Linked DNA regions of Mus musculus: all the other regions are linked to region 1. A link is a contact called in public promoter capture Hi-C data. All regions are on one chromosome and are shown on one strand. The core of a region is the stretch at or near the end of the contact, and the rest is flanking DNA. Distances in the headings are between cores, read along the strand shown.

The links. Promoter capture Hi-C pulls out the DNA fragments that hold promoters and counts their contacts. Capture Hi-C pulls out chosen DNA fragments and counts their contacts.
Region 2: a contact with region 1 is called in a promoter capture Hi-C map of stem cell-derived epiblast-like cells, with 4 times the contacts expected there. The contact joins the promoter of Pldi here to the promoter of Cdh23 in region 1. A contact is called at or near these places in 3 of 39 promoter capture datasets (the 3T3-L1 cell line, liver and stem cell-derived epiblast-like cells).
Region 3: a contact with region 1 is called in a promoter capture Hi-C map of adipose tissue. The contact joins the promoter of Unc5b here to the promoter of Cdh23 in region 1. A contact is called at or near these places in 9 of 484 Hi-C or Micro-C datasets (all in embryonic stem cells), 3 of 115 datasets of contacts at active chromatin or transcription factors (all in embryonic stem cells) and 1 of 9 other capture datasets (adipose tissue).
Region 4: a contact with region 1 is called in a promoter capture Hi-C map of trophoblast stem cells, with 9 times the contacts expected there. The contact joins the enhancer-like site here to the promoter of Cdh23 in region 1. A contact is called at or near these places in 15 of 39 promoter capture datasets (the 3T3-L1 cell line, 3T3-L1-derived adipocytes, the C10 cell line and 10 more), 5 of 484 Hi-C or Micro-C datasets (B cells, bone marrow-derived macrophages, embryonic fibroblasts and 2 more), 14 of 115 datasets of contacts at active chromatin or transcription factors (bone marrow-derived macrophages, craniofacial prominence, embryonic basal ganglia and 7 more) and 4 of 9 other capture datasets (adipose tissue, liver, macrophages and 1 more).

The regions. Positions count from the first base shown.
Region 1 is chr10:60,694,416-60,697,785 of GRCm38.p6, forward strand. It overlaps Cdh23 (cadherin 23 (otocadherin)), which reads right to left and starts at 2,075. Exons shown (of 71, transcript NM_023370.3): 1 at 1,885-2,075.
Region 2 is chr10:60,936,373-60,939,547 of GRCm38.p6, forward strand. Pldi (polymorphic derived intron containing) reads right to left here and starts at 1,760. Exons shown (of 3, transcript NR_033616.1): 1 at 1,558-1,760. It overlaps Gm26947 (a long non-coding RNA gene), which reads left to right. Exons shown (of 4, transcript XR_001779779.2): 3 at 6-1,590; 4 at 2,849-3,175.
Region 3 is chr10:60,830,188-60,833,212 of GRCm38.p6, forward strand. Unc5b (unc-5 netrin receptor B) reads right to left here and starts at 1,394. Exons shown (of 17, transcript NM_029770.3): 1 at 900-1,394. The coding sequence starts at 978.
Region 4 is chr10:60,460,578-60,464,093 of GRCm38.p6, forward strand. All of the region lies in intron 15 of Cdh23 (cadherin 23 (otocadherin)), which reads right to left. Among named protein-coding and RNA genes, the nearest start is that of Gm17455, 63 kb to the left of the region's middle. Within about 2 kb of position 2,089, at least 2 of the 459 cell types and tissues checked have an H3K27ac peak or open chromatin away from gene starts, as enhancers often do. A contact at or near this core is called in trophoblast stem cells, where this site is marked.

The sequences.
Region 1 (3,370 bases), core at 825-3,324:
ACACACTCATGCATAATCATATACACTCACACACACTCATACACACACTTACATACACACACTCAAATACTCACACCTACTCATATACACTCACACAAACTCATATACACACACTCATACACACACTTACATACACACACTTATATACTCACACCTACTCATATACACTCACACACACTCATATACACTCACACACACTCATATACACTCACACACACAATTACACACACTCATATGCACTCATACACACTTATACACTCATACACACACTCATATACACTCACACACACTCATATATACTCACACACTCAAATACACTCTCATACACTCGCACTCATACACACACTCATATGCACTCATACACATATACTTGCATACTCATACACACATTCGCACTCATATACACTCACACACTTATACACACTCATACACACTCACATACACACTCATATGCACTCACCCACACTTATACATACATACTCATATACTCACACACTCATATAACACACACTCACATACTCATACACACACACACACACACACACTTACACACTCATACTCACACACACATACACATGAGCATGTGCTGAAATGTTAAGGAATGGCTGCTAATACATACAGTCATACTATACACATCATTCTAGAACTTGCTTTTGTTTTGTAGCTTTGTCTCTATTGTCACACAGTGAACCTGTCCCCTCGTTACATCTGCATGTGTTCTAGTAGAGGACAGCTAGGATAAAACATCGATCTGCCAGGTCCCATATGGCTTTCCTGGTCTCAGGTATGGAGCTGGCCAAAGAATGAACAACAGGTCAGGGAGAAGGCAGAGCCCATGGGGACTGAGGGACACTGGGCAAGGCCTGCTCTTGTAGGCTCAGAGTCTCCCGCTAACTACACACAGAAACCAATTGCCCTTTATAAAAGAAGAGCGGGCTGAGTATAGTAGCACACACCTGTAATCCCAGCTATTTAAGAAGCTGAGGCAGGAGGATCACGATCCAAAAGTTAGCTTGGGCTGCCAATGAGTTCAAGGCTAGCCTTGATAATTTATCAAGATGTCGTCTCAAAGTAAAATTTAAAAGAGCTGATAAAGATAAAGAAAGATAAATCTTTATCATTGAGCATGGAAAGGTCTGGGTTTGAACCCCCAGTGCAGCAAACACAAAACACAAAAACACAAACAAAAACAGAAACAAAAAAGTACACCCTGGAGCAGACATCTGGGCCTCCTCTGGGCCATACTGCATCACACCACCTGAGAGAAGAGCCACTTCCATTTTAGCCAGGTTGTAAAGAACAGGAAGCGTGCTACGGAGCTCTAGATGTGGCTCAGAGAACAGAATTCAGTCTGACTCTGCCACAATCTGTCTGAAGGACCCTAAGCAGGTCACACACTCACCCAAGCCTCCTCATCATCAAGAATCATGGAGTGGAAGGTTGGGGGGGGCGGTGTCTTTCCTGCTTAGGGAGGTCTCAAATCATCTCATACTCTCAGAATCTTCTCAAAGAAGTTTAAGAGGGTTGCATCAACAAGCTCACTCAAGCTCTCCACAGCTCTATGATGCTGTGGCTTATAGTACTGTCCCCATTTCGCTGATGAGATCATTGAGGCCCAGTGGCTATTAACTGGACTGTAGGTAAGATAAATGAAGTGGAGGCTTCTGTAGCCCCAGATGTTAGCTTTTTACTCCCATGGGGGTCCAGTGGTCACGGGACAGCTCCCAAGGATAAAGACCTAGGGTGTCTTCATTTTGGAGCCATAAACCTATAGACACACAGAAGCAAGCGAGGGATGGCGGAGGTCGAGGGAAGGCATTCACAGGCTCCCAGCTGGTTTACTTAGAATGTTGGGTGCACACACCTCTTCTGTCCCCCACTTACCTGGCCACAGCTGCTCCGGCATGTCTCCCAACCAGCCCCCAGGAGGCTAAGCACCACGGGCAGGTGCATCTCAGGCACTATGGGGCATGAGGAAATGTACTACAGGTACTGGGAAGTGGTTGGTAGGAGTCTGAGGCTAGGTAGTGAGGCTCATAGTCATCCCTCACCAACTCTCCTCTGTGAGCCAGTGTGAGGTCCATGAGGATGAGCAGGAGAGGCTGGGCGTGATGGATGAGTGAGGACACATGGACCACCATTATGAGGAAACATAGACAGGAAGAGCCAGCATCCAGGCAGACATGCCATAAGAGCCCGCCACTGTCCATGGGGATCGTCCTGACCACTCCTGGCTGGAGGTACCTGCCTTGGACAAGGACATCCCATCAAACTCTCCTAATGTTCTAGAAATAAAACACCCGCACTCTGCAGGCGAGGAAAGGGCTGCGGACCAAGAGCCTGGGGCTACAGGCTTGTAATCTCAGCCACTCAAGAGTCTGGGGCAAGAAGACCATCAAGTAACCCCAGGCACCTTAGCAAGTCTCACCTCAAAACAACAAAAAGGGTCGAGGTTGCAGCTTGCTGTTAGGCTCTGGGCTCAATCCCCAACTCTGGGGGGAAAAAAAAAACTTAATTGTATAAGCTGGCCATGGCCAAGGACCAACCAAGAAGTAACATGTGATCCCAAATCACCCTAAGGAATCTCCCCAGATCCCGCCAGCCCTTTTTCTGACAAAGCCAAGTAGCTTTGGAAGAAAGCGGGGAAGCTGCTGTCCAGAGGCATCCGGGAAACTTAGAAGATACTGCCACCTGATGAGGGTTACCCAGGGCACAAAGGCTCCCAGTCCCCAGGGGAGTCCAGATCTGCAGTGCAGAGCACCACCTAGAGGCGGATCTCAGCACAGCACCCCCCTCCAGGCTGGGTGGAGAGCGGGCAAGAACCCCACAGAAATGTGGACCAAAACCACACCCTGCTGGTGTCCCCAGTGCCACCTGTCCCTCACTCTCTTCCCAAACCACCAGGTTGCCTGATTCCAGACTCACTGGGCCTGTGTCCCTAGCCCTGTCTCTAAATATGAACTGAAAATCACCTAAGGCTTAGGAACTGAGGTGGCTCAGCTGTGTGACGCTGGGCAAGTTGCTGCCTTTATCTGAGCCTCAACTCCTCCTCTGGTTATACTGGGTAGAAGAGAGGACAGATAAGTCTGGCTTTAAACTGAAACCATAACAATTAAGGTTAATTAACCTCTGTGTGCCTCGGTTGCTCATCTGGAAAATGGGTTGATGACCCAGTTATTTACTCTCTTCCATCAACCAAAGAAGAGCTTGGCTCCTGGGAGTGCCCTGTGAATGTTCCAGATAATCCCTACAGCCCATACTCTGGCTGTGGACTCCGTACCAGCCAAGAGCCCTGGTGGGTAGGACAGTACTCTCACTGAGGCCCACGAAGTGTCTAGGGGAGGGCTCCTACCCCTCCTACCCTCTCCTC
Region 2 (3,175 bases), core at 510-3,009, 240 kb after region 1:
TCAAGGGACATGGGACCAGTGAGCGGCAGAGAAAAATCGATAGACTACAAGCGTGCGTGGAGTGCCTGGAAGATAAGCTTTGGGACAAGGGGAGCAGAGTGCTTTCTTCATAATAGCAGTGGGGATGGAGAGGGCTCAGGGTGTCTAGTCGGGAGGGAGGGATGTGTGTGACAGCCACTTGTGGACCTTGGCGTTTAAATCTGTCCCCTCTTGCTGGCCTGATTTCTCAGGTCACCCAGTGCCTGCCCTGGCGATTGGCCCTCACGGCCTTCAATGATTCCTGTTCATCTCCCTCCACCGGATCAATCACAGACCCACAAACCCTTCTTCAGTGCAAAGCCTGTGAATGTGCAGCTTAGGTCCAAGCCTGGCTCCATCCCCACACTTGTCTCTGCTCAGCATCCCTTCCAGACTTCCATTTCCAAGCATGGTCCTGCCTGTGCTGCCGGGGCCAGCCCGCCCCTCTGGATGGTGCAGCCTGGAGTCATACACAAGCACCTGCAGATTCCCCTACCCCCCACCTCCTCTCTGAAGGAGCCCAGATAAAACAGAGCTAATCCACCCCGGGAGAAGGGCTCTGTGCCTGCGGGGACCCAGGCACAAATTGGGATGTCCTGCCGCATTACTTCTGCTGAGCTGGACATCAACATCTCACCTCCGCACCCAGGCAAGCCGGGGACAGCCAAGGGAGTGGAAAGGCGGTGGGGGAAGGGACCAAGCAGCCACCAGGCCTCCATCAAAGGCGATGGAGAGAGAGCAGCCCAGCCAGAGAGGATTTTTAATGACCCCAAATCCTGGCACCTCATTATGACTCTGATAAGGTGATGGGGCTGTCACTTCCAGATGCAGCCAAGGGCTCCCCAGAGAAATTTTCCTGCCTTCCTGCTAATCTTCTTATAAACATTGTTATTTATTTTCCCTTATTTTATCCGACATGTGTCAAGCAGCCCCTGCTAAGCCTGTGACATCTCCAGGGAGACCAGAGGAGGTTGGCCTGTCACTCCCCCAGTCCTGCCCCCTTCCCAGGCCCTATTCTCTAGCCCAACACATGGGGGCCTGGACGGATAATTTTCCGATGTCTCTAAGAGTTTGGACTGGGCCAGAACTGGGCAACTGGGATCTAGGTGTTGAGTTAGCAGGTCACAGGCCATGCCAACCGGGGCTGGTTCCAAAGGAAATGTGTGTGTGTCGTGGACAGTATAGTTCGTCAACCAGCTGCTCTTGAAGCCTCAAGCTTGCTCTGGGTGTTCTTGGCTAATACCCAGAGTGGCCATCGATGTGTGTGGCTCTGACAGAGGCTGCCCTGTCTTAGGCACTGTAGTAAGCATTCCAGTCTCCCGTTGTTCCTCAGCAAGGAAAGCAAAGGCCAGGGAGGGGAGACTGTACACGCAGGCTTGGCAGCCCAGGCTGCAGAGGGGCTGCTCTGCTCACTCTGGCTTTTTCTCTGGTGCTCGATGCAGGGCCAGTGTTGTGTTTCCTTCACAATTCCCAGGGACCATCTCCCTCCAACCCTCCATGAACCCAGGACAGGAGTAAAGCCCAGTATCTGCATTCTACCTTTAGTGCATGGAAACAGGCCAAGAAGAGAAGGTATGTGGGTCTCTCAGGGTCACACTGCCAGGGCAAGAATCCAGGTCTGAGATCTCTCTGGAAGGCTTAGGGACAGTTGCTAGAGAGTGCCACCAGGAATCTGTCTGGTGTTTTGTGGTGTTGGGCTTCAACAGGACTTCTGCCCTCTGTGTTGCTCCGTAGCCTGTGGTGATGCTGGAAGGCCTCAGAACTTCCATAAGACATGGAACATTCTAGAACAGTGGTTCTCAACCAGCAGGTCGTGACTGCTTGGCAAACCTCTATCTCCAAAAATATCCACATCGAGATTCATAAAAGTAGCAAAAGTACAGTTATGAAGTAGCAATGAAAATAATTTAATGGTTGGGGGTGGGGGCTCAGCATTGGATGAGGAACTGTAGTACAGTGGAACCCTAATGGTGGAACCATTAGGGAGGTTGAGAACCACTATTTTAGAAGGTCTACAACCCCAGCCTACCCTCAATGTTTGTGCTACATACACACATCCCCTTCGGAACCAGGTCTGGTTGGCAACAGTCTGTGATGTAATTCAATATGACCCCAGCAGCGTTCTGGCTGGCTCACAGTGGGGCTCTGGTCTTGCTGTTGCGGATGGTAGCAAGTACAGTAGTTCCTTGTCTTGTTGCTGTGTTAAAATGCCTGGCACAAGCAGTTCCAGGAGGCAAGGCATTATCTTGGCCCACTGCTGCAGAGGACAGGCTGTCACAGCAGGAAAGGCAAGGTGGCTGAAGGGTGGCGTGGTTGGTCACAATCAGGAAGCTGAGAGACATGCTTGCTGCTATCCAGACCGCTTCCTCTTCTCATTCACGACGCCATCCAAGTATTAGTGTTACTCATGTCTAGGGTAGATCCTCCAACTGCAACGAACCCCATCTGGAAACCCCTCAAACACATGCCAGTAGGGTATGTAATACCTAGAACAAACCTGTAAGCCCCACCTGCCCAAGGAGCAGGTAACCTCCTGGAATGCTGGGAGTTGTAGTTCTTGATAACAAAAGCCTCATGGGAAAGTACGGAGGCCTATAAGTTTGTCTTTGTAACCACCACCACACGTAGGTTTGTGGCCGCCGCTGCCACCACCACGTGTCTCAGGACGATTCAGCTGGGAAATTCCAGAGAGTAGTTTTGACCAAAGTCCTTCTCTTAGTCAGTATTTAATATTTAATAAAGATTTGGACTAATTTAATAAAAAATTGCCCCAAAATGGTGGAATTGGTTTTTGTCGGGTGAATCTCAGGATTAATCATTTATTTCCTAGGTGATTCTGACAGAATTAGCCTTCCCCGTGACTAACGCTCACCGAGTTTTAGGGAGCCTCCTCACAAAGGATCTGGCACCCCATTCTACAGATGAAGCAACTGAGGCCTTTAGAGATGTGCCATCCACCCATAGTCACAAGGCATCAGCGACAGAGCAGCCTGGACCCTGTGACCACAGTCCCCACACAGCCAGAGTCACAAGAAATTGCCATGACTTCTGGCCTTCACCTATGTTCACCCTCTCCAGTTCAAAAACGGGGACACTGCCAAGGAAAAGGTGCTGTGCCTTTTACGCACCTTTATGACAACACCCATGCTTCTGATAC
Region 3 (3,025 bases), core at 144-2,643, 140 kb after region 1:
CGGGAGTCGATTCACCCTAACGGCAGTTCACCTGCTTGGGTACCAGAGAGGTTGGTGCGAGTGTCTACTTTTCCTTCCAAGGAAGACGCAGCCCACTTTGCAACGCCCAGCCGAGCTACTACAGAGCCAGCAAGACACTTCCATCTTCGCGATGAGAGGAGAATCGGGGACTTTATAAACTTAGGAGTCCACCAAACCCTCTTAAGAGCATCTTTACTGGGTCCAGGTGCAGTGCAGAGGCGAGCTCACCTGGACACTGAGAATACCAATAACCTATTGAAAATAGGCAAAGTCGAAAGGAGATACATTACGCCCCTCCACTCTCTGCCAACACTCACCCCCAAACAATCCACCAACCACGAAACCTTTTCATACCCGCCCGCGCCGCACCTCCGGAGATCACGGTGTACAGGAGTCGGCCCCTCCCCCTTCAGTAGCTTAAAGCCTTCGGGCCTCGGCTCCCCAAAGGCCGAGAAGAAGCGCTTCCAGGGTTCCGCAGTATCCTGCTCTCTGTCCGCGACCCTCAGAATGCTGCGCGTGCAGCCCGCGGGAGCCTGTACTCAGACCTAAGTTGCAGGCGAACCGCAGAGAACACACACCTGGCCCTGGCAGTGACAGTTTTTCCGTGATAGTCAGGGGTCACTTGGAAGTGAATCAGACCCCATTCCACGGGAAGCAACTATCCCTTGGAGGCAGGAGCAGGGAGCTTCGAGCTTACGTGGCACCCCAGGTGGCCACGCGTCGCCCCCTCTCCCGAGCACCGAAGCTGCCTTTTAACTTGGACGCGTCCACGGCGTTCTCGGAGCGCAGTGACTCCGCCAAGAACCACCCGAACTTGCAGTTGGACGCTGAGACGCGCCAGGACCGCATCCCTGTGTTCCACTCCCTCTCGCACCTACCTGCTAGGCTCGGTGTCGGATCCCAGCAAAGCAGCAGCGCCAGCAGCAGCGCGCTCCGCACCCCGCTCCGGGCCCTCATGCTCCTGTCCCCCGGCCCGGGCGCCTCTCCCTCGGGGTTCTTTCCCGGTCCCCAGCCTCGCCGCCTTCGCCTTCGCCGCCGCCTCGCCGTTCTCGCAGGCGCCCGGCAGCGCCAGCCCGTGCCCTCCGTAGGCGCAGAGGCAACCGCGCAGCGCCGGGAGGCCGCCCGGCGACTAGGAGCGCTCCGGGAGTCGGACGCCGCTGGGGATCCCGGCTCTGGTGCGCCCTTTCCGCGCTCTCCCGCTGCGAGCGCCGTCCGCGCCCTGCTCCGAAGTTGTGCGATCCCAGTGGAGTGCGCTCAGCGGCGCTCGTAGCGGCCGCGCCGCGAAGTCTGTCCGAGTGGGGTGTGTGCTTCCCTCTGCGCCCTGCCGCTCCCCGCGGCTCCGCGCCCTCGCCCGCCCTGCCGCCGGCCACAATGCCCAGCGCCGCCGCGCGCTCGCCCTAGAGTCAGCGGGCCGGGGCGGGGCCTCACGCGATAGAAGGCGGGGCCTGGAGGACGGGGGCGGAGCCACGGGGCCCAGCGAGGGGGGGTACCCTACCGCTGTGTAGGCGCGGCCGAGTTGGGGCCTTATCAGAGGGGATCCTTGAAGAACGCAGGATCCAAAGCACCGGAAAACCGGTCCGCTGAAAGCGGCGGAGTCTACCGGATTTTCTTTCCAAAAATAAAGGAAATAAACATTCGTACACTTCTTAGCTTGGGTGTGAATCAGCTTTCGCTTTTGATTCGGTCTCAAAAGGGGATGGGGGTGTTTAAGAAAAAATGTCAAACACTCAAGTCCTGGTGGAGCGGGGGATGTAGTTGGGGAGTTCCAGCTGTGGATATTTGGGCATGAGTTAGGATCGTGATTGGTTCTGTTTTTCTCCTCGACCCAGGACAGAACTCTTTACGTGGGATCCGGAAGGATGGCTCATCCTAGGATATGGTGAACCAGTCCAATTGAATAAAAGGACGTGTGTGGGGAGGGAACCTGCTGCTGTGTTTTGCTCCGAGCACAAACTTGGTTCTGGTTCTGCTCCTTAAGCGCGTGACCTTGAAGGAGCTGCTTAGCTGTCTCCATCACTGTCACCTGTGAAATGGGGAAGAATGATGTTAGCTGTCTCATAAGGGGTTGAGGAGCAGAATGTGGGAAATAGGTAGAAAGTGGGGGCACAAATGGTGGCATCCCTTCCCAAGGTTCTTGAAGGAAGTCCTTGTCACCCAGAGGTGGGCCCATAAGCTTACGTGACCAGAGGAGACTTGGGAGATGTCTGTGCATCCGCTCACAGGAAGCTCACAGCACTTCCATGTGGGAGCCCACTAACGGGCTAATTCCATAATGCTATAAAGAAGCAGCCCCTACCCCTTATCTGCTGACCTCCTAAGCTTTTCCTCTTTGCAGATCTGGATCAGCCCTCTTCTTCAGGAAGAGAGCAGCCTAGCCAGGTTCTGAAGTCGGGTAGGAGGGTAGAAGGGTGGGAGGGTGGGAGGTATCCAAAAGAACCTAGTATTCCCAAGTTTTTCCTAGATTGGAGAAGAAAGGTTTGGGAGCCATAGTTGCTGACTAAGAGGTTGGTGGTGTGAGGGCAGAGAAGCAAGAAGATCCATGCTAGCTGTGTTTGGGGGAGAGGGAGGCAATGAAAGCGGGATTTCTCGACACCCCCTCTATCCCAACTCCACAAAATGAAGACTGGAGATCTATAGAAGGCTGTGGCTATAGGTGACGCCCCACATCATGGCTGGCCACCCAGGCCCAGTAGGGTGAATCCGGGTGGAGTGAACGCCCAAGGCAGGACTTTGGTTTCTGTGGGCAAAGGTAAACGGGCTATTTTTATCCTGGCCTGGAACAGCATGAGCAACAGCAGTGGCTGAGCACACCCAGCCTGTTCCACCCATTCCAGACCGCAAGCACGCAGCGATACACGCCCCTCGGACAGTTACACATACCTGCAAAGGAACACACAAGTAAATACACAACAGAGACGCACAGGTGCAAGATGACCTTTCCTGAAACACCCTGTGTACAAACAGACATCCACCTAGAAAAACACCCATAGACCAAAGCCTGTGA
Region 4 (3,516 bases), core at 839-3,338, 230 kb before region 1:
GACAGACAGCGTGGAAAGGCCAGCTTGATCGGGGAGAATGTGCTTAGTTCTGGCCTCAGGAAGTCTAGGCCACCAACCATGGGCTTCTTTTCCAAGCTTCCAGACCAGAGGCTGGAGAGAGAGGAGCAGGGCAGATGAGAGGCCCCAGAGCCAGTGGGAGGGATGGGCTTTGGTAGGGTGGGAGGTGCACCTTAGAGCTGGGAGTGAGACTAGCCAGCCAGGATGCTACCCCTGCCTCTGGGGCTGAGTGAAATGGAACAGAAACCCTTCCTTGCATGTCACTGGGGACCAGAGGCTCAGTGACTGCATTGCTGGGGCAGGACCAGGATGTCAAGGGAAGCACCTAGCTCACTAGGTGCTGTGGGAAGACTCTGCTCTTAAGTGTGAGCTGAGAGTCGGCTGAACCTCTCCACTCCCCTTTACAACCGCCCTCCTCAGCAGGAAACATCCCCAGGACTCAGAGGAAGAAGTTGAGGTCTCATGGCTTATCACTACCAAGTCTGCCATGGTAGACCTAAGGCTCTCAGGGTAGCAGATAACCCAACCATAATAGAAGACGCTATGTGTCCACTTTGTACCATTCACACTCTGGCACCACCCTGGTGGCCAAGATGGCACCTCATTCTCACAGTGTAGGAAAGGCAGCAGAGTCCCAGAGAAAGTGGCCTGTGACCAGAAAGTCTAGGTCCTCCTGGGTGACTTAGGGACAAAGATCACAGTAAACTCATCTGGGTGTACTGGAAGAAGGAGTGGGATAGGAGCCTGCCTTTGCCTCCTTGAGGCCTGTCTTCCCATAGCTGGGAGGTGGTACTCTGCTCTGCACAGGGTTATAATGACTCTCCTAGTCAGTCAAACGCCTCCCACAGGGAACCTGCAAGGGCATGAAAGCTATGTGACCACACTACCTGAACATCAGTCCAGTGGGCATCCTGGAGTAAATGTCAATTTGCAAGAAGAGAGACATTTGAGGGCTCTGGCCTCGAAGAAACAGGACTCCAGCCCCCTGCATACCACTCCCCTCACCACAGGCCCTTTGCACATGCCATTCTCCCTCTCCGGGATGTCCTCCCCTTTCCTCAGTTATCTGCTAATGTCTACTTTAGTGTCACTTTCTCAGAGAAGAATTTCTTGACCCTAATGAAGGTCAGGTGCCCAGCATCCATTTCTAATGCTGATCTGGTCTCCGTCACAGAGAGTAATACTGAACACAAACACTCGTTTCCCAGTGCAGGTTCTTCCAGGGCAGGGTGAACTCCCAACACCCCATACACTGACCACAGGGCCATGTGCCTAGCATGTAGCCAGCGGTCAACAGAGATCTGTAGAATGAATGAGTGGCTACATTCACCCTAAACCTCTTCTTTCCCACAAACCCTACCAGGCCCTTCTGAGACCCTGCCATCCCCCATCCCAGGAGTCTCCTACCATCCCAGGAGATTTCCTTATACAGACGGTTTCAGCCACTCTGAGATTCCTGTTTCCCTGGACACAGTCCCATGCCTTCCCAACTGTCTCTGCTCTGGCTCCACAGGTAGAAATTCTCCTGATGGTACCTGATGGTACTGAGGGTCTGCCTGGGGTGAGCCTATAGACTGTTCTCAGGGATCTGCAGTGTCCTCCTTGGCTCCTCTCTGTCCTCGGCTCTGAATGTGACTGAAAGGGATCAGAGGTCCAGCACAGTCCCTCTGTGGGTCTTTGTTCAAGATCTGAGGCCACTTAGTAGGTCTGGGGCTCTGAGCAAGCCACTTCCCCACCCACCCCCACCTTAGTTTCCTCATCTGGAAAAGGACAATGACGGACTTAGCAGGTAGGAATCAATGGCCATATTATGTGTTGGTTACAGTGAGGCTGCAGTTATGTGGCCGGGGCAGGAGGACTGCTACTGAGGCAGTAAGAGACCAAAGGACACAGGACTTGGTCCTCAGAGGCTGTCCCAGGCATCCCCATCACCCCCTGTCCCCAGCACAAGTGCTCCAGGCACTAGGTCTGGCGGCAGCTCCAGCCAAGCACATGCAACATACCTTCATTGTTTCACAGGTGATGTGCTGGGGGGGGGGGGTTAGCACGGGGGAAGGGACATTCCTGAGTGATGACCCAAGCAAGCATCCAGAACTGGGCTCAAGGTCATACTCTGACCTCAGGGTCCTTGGAGAGCCCTGGGCTCCAAAATCCCAGCCAGCAGAGAAATAAGAGACCCGGCTCCATAGGTCCATATAGGATCCCCAGACCGGTGGCGACAGCTAGCTTCCCTGGCTACTGTCATGCCATGGCTTCCCCTGCACAGGTGGCAGGGTGGGGGGCTGGGCAAGCCCCTGGCTGCAGTCTCTGCTCAGCCTGTGGTGCAAATTAAAACATCTTCCTTTTTCTTTATAATTTTTTCCTGACACAACTGCCCATGAAACATTTTAATAACACCGTGGAAAAGGTCAGGGAGAAGGAATTTTACGGTCTCTGAGCAGGCAGCTGTAATGGTGGCCCCTTCTGAGCTGCACAAAGGGAAGTGGGGACTTAGATCTAGAGGGGGCATGGCCAAGATGGCCAGAAGGCCAGAAGGCTATGGGTGGGGCTAGAATGTAAGGATGGAGGTCGGGCTGTGGTCAGGGAACCTGCCACCTGCCCAGAGCTGGGCAGCACCTTGGGGTGACAGAGAGTTGACAGTTGTGGGAGACACCCGTGGCTGCATTTGTAACCTCTGTTTCCACAGCTTTGGGTGTCGGTCATGCCCATTATGCAGATAAATTTAGGGAGGACATGAACGCAAGCTTAGAGGGACAGGGACAGAGCCGCCCTCAGCAAAGGTCTGAGACTGAGGTCCATGGCTTAGCACCATGTCTAAGAGCCCCACAGCTTCATGGTTCCACAGTCCTGGCGTCGGGGTGGTGGGGCTGGGATGGGGAAGCGTGAAGGCAGCAGCTGGCCATATTGGACAGCCACGTGCAGACACCATCAGCAGCCCCAAGAAAGGCAGGGAGGAGAGGGAACAGAACTAGAGATGAGGTTAGGTCGGTCTGTAGCAAGCTCAGGACTGTTGATGTTCTGGGAACAGTTAGCCTGAAGGGCTTAACTCATGTTCGCCAGAGACTGATAGACTCTTCGGCTCATGCTTCAATCTCAGCCCTACAGTATTCCAAGCTGGTCCGCCAGCTACAGCACTGGTTCTCAACCTGTGGGTCAAGACCCCCTTGGAGGTCAAATGACCCCTTCACAGGGGTCATAGATCAGAGATCCTTCATATCAGATGTTTACACTAGGATTTATAATATTAGCAAAAGTAGTTAGAAAGTAGCAACAGAGTAATTTCAAGGTGGGGGGGGGCACCACAATGCTAGGAACTGTATTAAAGGGTGGCAGCATTAGGCAGGCTGAGAACTGCTCATCTACAAGAATGTCCAATACAAACAGAATTCTGCTCCCAGCAAGGACTCCAGGAATGAGTGTCCTGATACCACCCAGCCTGGATCACACACGCAAATTCCTTGTCACATGATCCTTGACCTAGGGACATGGCCACTGTCC